2 separate regions of the Mus musculus genome follow, and region 1 is linked to region 2. Evidence: chromatin contacts called from public HiChIP or PLAC-seq data. All regions are on one chromosome and are shown on one strand. Each heading gives the region's core, a stretch centred on a gene start, on an enhancer-like site or on the middle of the called end of the contact. The rest is flanking DNA. Distances are from core to core; before and after follow the strand shown. Region 1 overlaps Hsf3 (heat shock transcription factor 3). Region 2 holds the start of F630028O10Rik (RIKEN cDNA F630028O10 gene).

Region 1 (2,700 bases), core at 123-2,622, 90 kb before region 2:
TATTCCATTAGTTTGGCATATATTGTAGAAGGGACACATACTATCTGAAGATGAGATGCCTAGTTTATGAACTATCCAGGTAGTAGGCATGTGTTTTTCATCACAGAATCAAAAGAGAGACCTGGCTCATTGCTAACGTAATTGCTCATTTGCAGTTTACTACATACCACTTTGCATGGCCAATGTTTTAAAGTTGAAACATACAATTTCTCTCTGGTCTGTTAATTACACAGCATTGCATTGTTTCCCAGATCACCTTATTCTTCAAACACATTTACAGCAGGTAAAACAAGGTAGAAGTTTCTGTTCACAATTTAGAAGTTTTACTCTGAGGGAACAGGAATCTCTAGTTCCTATTCACAGATACAGTATAATATAAAAAGCTTCAATTTGGAATAATTGAAATATTTTGTTTGTTTAAATTATTTCTCTCATTTGCATAAAAAATAATAAACTTTTATTGTGCCCATACTGTAAGATTCTGAATGAATGAGACTTTTCAAAGTTGCATTGACTATGGGGATAATGCATCCTATAAACCCTTGAAAACAATACACATACAAATCATTAAAGCTGTCCTAGTCACTACCTGCAAAACTAATGTTCACATTATTTTGTGCATTACTATGCATTAAGTTGTAGAACCATAGTATGTATGGTGTTTGATTTTGTAAAAAACCCACATAGTTTAATATACTTACATCTCAGCAAGCCTAAAATGAATCTGAAGTTTATTATGGGTTATTTCTGAGACTTTATTCATGAGATATACCTCCTCCCAAATTATGCTCATAATCACTCCCAATAGAAAAAATGGAGGGAAAGTTTCACACTTGAACTCTAAACAGAATGAGATGTGTGTATAACAGAACATTTCTAAAGTATTGTAATCTTTGTCAAAGTCCCATATATTTATATGGTTATGTTATATTACTTACTATAAGTTGAATTTTTTTGTCCCTGTAAAGTATTGTCATTTTATTAATGATAGAAAATCTGGGGTGCTTAGACTTTTTATTTTTCTTTTCTTTTTTTGGGATGATGAGGCATTTTTGGCCTCAAACTAAGGATCTCCTTTCCTCAGCCTCCAGAGTTCTGTGGTTATAAATGTGTGCCAATACAACTACATATAAAGCCACAGATATATGTATGTTTTACATATATGTATATAATGTGTGATATATATAATACATATGTCCGTAAGGTATTTGTAAAGTATCCTTGAAATCAGGAGGGAGTGTATCTGAAACTATATTTTTTCGTTTTTCATTTAAGTTTTATGTGTGTGGGCATTTTGCCTACATATCTGCCTATCCACCATGCACATGTAGTTCTTGCACAGGCCAGAAGAGGGTATCATATCCCGTAGGACTTAAGTAGAATAAACTGGGTTCTGTGGATGAGCCGCCAGTTCTATTAATTGGTGAGCAATCTCTCCAGCTCCCAGGAACTATATGTCTAACTTCCAGGAGCTTTCAAGTTAGTGGAAACACAATAATGTGTGTAATAACTATAATAAGAAGCATGCATGGTGCAGTACTATAATCAAGGTACATTTACAGAATTAAATGTACTTTTATCCATTTGTCATGCTTTTTCCTTTTCTCATTAGTAATCATAATGGATAGTTAATGGTATGCCAAAAATTTAACCAGCCTAACTATAATTTCCCATTTTAGGTGCCAACAATAAAAATTGAAGGTGCCAGCCTCTACTCTGATGAGTTTCAGAAAATTGTGACTGAAATGCAAGAGTTTAAAGACATGCAGAGGAAGATGGATGCCAAATATACACAAATGAAACAGTACGTGTTAGTCTGAAGGTTCTAGCATCTGTTACCAAGGATTTAAGTTTGATTACTTCGGACTTGTGAAGCTCCACTCTTATTTTGCATGGTACTTTTGGTGTGATTTATTTTAAATTAAAACACAGCACTGTTTCAAATGCTTTAAATCTTGAATTGCTACTATGAGCCAGTAACTCAAATATTGCTATAATGCCCTAACACACCACTGTACAAACCAAAAGTAAAATCACCAGGATATAAGACAACAGAAACATGAATACTAACCTAGATAGAAATTTCCATTTTAACCAAGAAAGAAAACTAGACAAGGGTGTGAAATGTATAAGTTCTGTATCTAATTATTCTGATATATGTAACTAATGCACTTTCTGATTCTTCCTTCAGTCTGCTCTTATTTCAGTTTGTCCTATAAAATAAGTTCTTTAATATAGTCTTCAGCATTTTATAAAGACTCAGAGTCCATAAACCACCATGAAATGTCTCTGACAGTAGAGCTTTAATTCAGGAAGTAATATTGCAAAGCAAATTTTAACCAGCTAAAAATATTCACAGTAATAACTTTGAGAAAATATTATAACCTATTATTTACTTTAGAGAAGATATGTATGGATTAGCAAATATTCATCAGCTTTCATATTAAAATTGAGATTTTCTGAAAATCTTCCACTGAAGTGTAAATGAACCTTGAATTTGATGAGTCTATCATTGGTATTTAACTTAGTAAATTAAGCTTTTCATATATGGCAACAGAGAAAGGAGAGAAGAGATGTAGACAACAGAAGTATTTTTCATCAACGTAGAAAAGAAATCAAGATTTTCCTTGAAACTGAACATGAGCCAGTCCTTCATATTAATTTTTTGATGTCAGCCTGCTGTTGAATGTTAACCATTGC
Region 2 (2,764 bases), core at 53-2,552:
TCTCAATTGCCCTATCCGACCTCACATAACCCAAGAACACTGGAAAAGAGCCATGAAAGGGGCTAAAGAGTTCTAGTGCACTGACTTAATAGATTATTATAAATACTGTTTTCCAGGATTGATGGAGAAGTCAGTCCTTAAGCTGGGTAAGGGACTATTTCATTTTCATTCTTGATGTTCCAGTTCACACCTATTCAGAGGAATACATATAAGAGAAGCAAGTTTAGTTGATTAAAGTTAGTCAGACCCATAAGAATGAAGACATAGATGACTACATAGTCAGTCTTCATGACGCAAATTGAAAGGCATAAGCTTGGTAAAAGAGGTATAAGATTTTACCAAAAATCTATAAATGTCCAGAATAAGCCACATATCAGAAAATATATTTGGTGATAAAGAAGTACTCAGGACCATGTCTTAATATCCAGATTTTTTTCAATATAAGGAGAGTCACCTGCCTCAGTTGCAGGATACCCATTATTTCTTGGTATCTCAGTCCTCCTAAAGCAGAAGAAAAAGGACACTGTCCTGGGCTTAGACTGAGTTGTAGTACAGGTTTTCTGTGTGGCCTTGGGAAACTACCTTTTCTTCTCTCAGGACCTCTGTTCCTCACATATATATTTGTCCTCACGTCTATGTGCCTTTTAAATTCTGAAATTGGAGTAGTGACTTACAAAACTAGAAAAAAAAGAACCTTTCATGTTTTAGTCATACCTTTCAGACCACCAGCAGTTTTCTAAAGGATGTTCAGCTCTGCCTAGAGGTGTACATTCAAGCAGCAGTCTCATCTTCTTTCCCAACCAAAGACTGGTAACCTTCAAAATAAGAGACATAGAGGCTAAGACATTAAATAGCATCTCACCTTTGTCTTTCTCTTCTCTGCAAAAGGGACTCAAACACTGAGTGCTAGACTATAGAAACAACTCACCCAAAGAAAAGTAACAGATATAGAACAAAATTTAAAATGCTATTTAGAACTCCTAACTCCTGGCTCTGATAAGCATTTAACTTCTACATGACTATCTTCTAAAAGCCATCATTTGTTAGAAATTTTTGTGTCCCTTCTCTCTATCACATGGATAGAAAGTGAATAGAAACCTTCATCAGTCTTATCTTTGACCCTTTATCAGTAACTGGGATCTGAGAGTCAGTTAGGCATATCCAGAACACTGAAAGCTGTTGTGGGCACTGTTTCAGCATGGGAATCTAAGAGAACAAGTAGATACTATACCTGTCATTGAAGTGGTGCCTTTGTCTTGGATGGGATATAGGTGCTGAGCCGAACTATAGAGGCCACAGAAAGCTGAGTTTTATGTTGTGAGCAGGAAGGTCACATGTTCTGAAGGACTCTTGGTGTCATGAAGAGGAAACAGAAATGAGGAAGATAAAGTTGAGGCTAACCAACGGAAATCTGGGTACAAAATGACAAAACAGAGCTATTGTGAAAGGAGTAGTTGCTAATGCAGCAATAGCCCCTACTGCTCTGTCTCCACCCATTCTCAACCAACCTCCAAAAACACTGACTTCCCATGCTACAGAGTGGGAAAGCAGGAAGTACAAGTTTCCTTTGTGTTCTGCCTATGAAGCAAGGAAGTTTCCCTAGAGCAATTGAGGGAATCTTTAAATATCAGAGCTATTTATCTAATGAAAATCTATTGTCAAAATGTAAAAATGGAAGCAAATTTGTGGCAAATCTGAAATTTGATACCACACAATTTCCACCAAGCCTGTGTTAATCTTATTTTGTTAACATGCACTTTTACTTCTTTCCTGAAATAAAGAATCAGCTACATAATCGTCAAGGCCTAGCACAAACTAAATGTAATATATTCACTCTCACCCCCTTTTAAAAACAAGCTAGTTCTCTTTGGGGTATGACTGTTCTTCCCATGATTCTAGATCCCAACCTATAGAAAAGTTTTAAAAGAGTAATGAATAGACAATGTAGAAGTTTTTGGTTTTTTATCTCCAGAAATGGGAGTTCCTATTTGCCTTATCTTTGTAACAGCACCTTTGTGGAAGTAAATACCAGGTCACAGCTGGGTGGGACCCAATGTATCCCTGAATACATCACAAAGGGCAATTCTCTTGAGAAGCCAGCACCTACCAGGTCTTCTTGAAGACCATATAATTTAGGATGTATCCACTATGGAAGTAAGTGAGCTCTCAACATCAGGGCTAAACCTCTCAACACTACCTGGAATGTCTCCCAGTATATAGCTTGATCTGAAGGTATAGGCTATGCCAGTGCCTGGCAAATACAGAAGTGGATGCTCATAGTCATCTATTGGATGGAACACAGGGCCCCCAATGAAGGAGCTAGAGAAAATACCCAAGGAGCTAAAGGGGTCTACAACCCTACAGGAGGAACAACAATATGAACTAACCAGTACCCCCCCCCCAAGAGCTTGTGTCTCTTGTTGCATATGTAGCAGTAGATGGCCATAGTAGGCCATCAATGGGGAGAGGCCTTTGATCTTGCAAAGATTATATGCCCCAGTACAGGGGAATGCCAGGGCTAGGAAGTAGGAGTGGATGGGTTGGGGAGCAGGGCAGGGGGTGGGGGGCGGGTATAGGGAAATTTTGGAGAGGAAACTAGGAAAGGGGATAGCATTTGAAATGTAAGTGAAGAAAATATCTAATAAAAAAAAGAAATGTTGATAGTGTATTGTTCCCTTTCTGTGAGGCTCAGAGACTCTGCATTCTCACTCTGAATACCACACTACAAGAGGAACAAACCACATTCTAAGTCATTGTAGTGAAT

What was found. HiChIP or PLAC-seq counts read pairs in DNA pulled down with a chosen protein or histone mark.
Region 1: a contact with region 2 is called in an H3K4me3 HiChIP or PLAC-seq map of bone marrow-derived macrophages, with 2.5 times the contacts expected there. The contact joins the enhancer-like site here to the promoter of F630028O10Rik in region 2. A contact is called at or near these places in 6 of 39 promoter capture datasets (the C10 cell line, the HPC-7 cell line, HPC-7-derived erythroid cells and 3 more), 2 of 484 Hi-C or Micro-C datasets (the HPC-7 cell line and myeloid progenitors), 1 of 115 datasets of contacts at active chromatin or transcription factors (bone marrow-derived macrophages) and 2 of 9 other capture datasets (adipose tissue and pancreatic islet).

Annotation. Positions count from the first base shown.
Region 1 is chrX:96,328,618-96,331,317 of GRCm38.p6, reverse strand. It overlaps Hsf3 (heat shock transcription factor 3), which reads left to right. Exons shown (of 10, transcript NM_172931.4): 3 at 1,680-1,804. Among named protein-coding and RNA genes, the nearest start is that of Hsf3, 27 kb to the left of the region's middle. Within about 2 kb of position 1,372, at least 1 of the 459 cell types and tissues checked has an H3K27ac peak or open chromatin away from gene starts, as enhancers often do. A contact at or near this core is called in bone marrow-derived macrophages, where this site is marked.
Region 2 is chrX:96,238,464-96,241,227 of GRCm38.p6, reverse strand. F630028O10Rik (RIKEN cDNA F630028O10 gene) reads right to left here and starts at 1,302. Exons shown (of 3, transcript NR_030718.1): 1 at 1,232-1,302; 2 at 715-815; 3 at 1-190.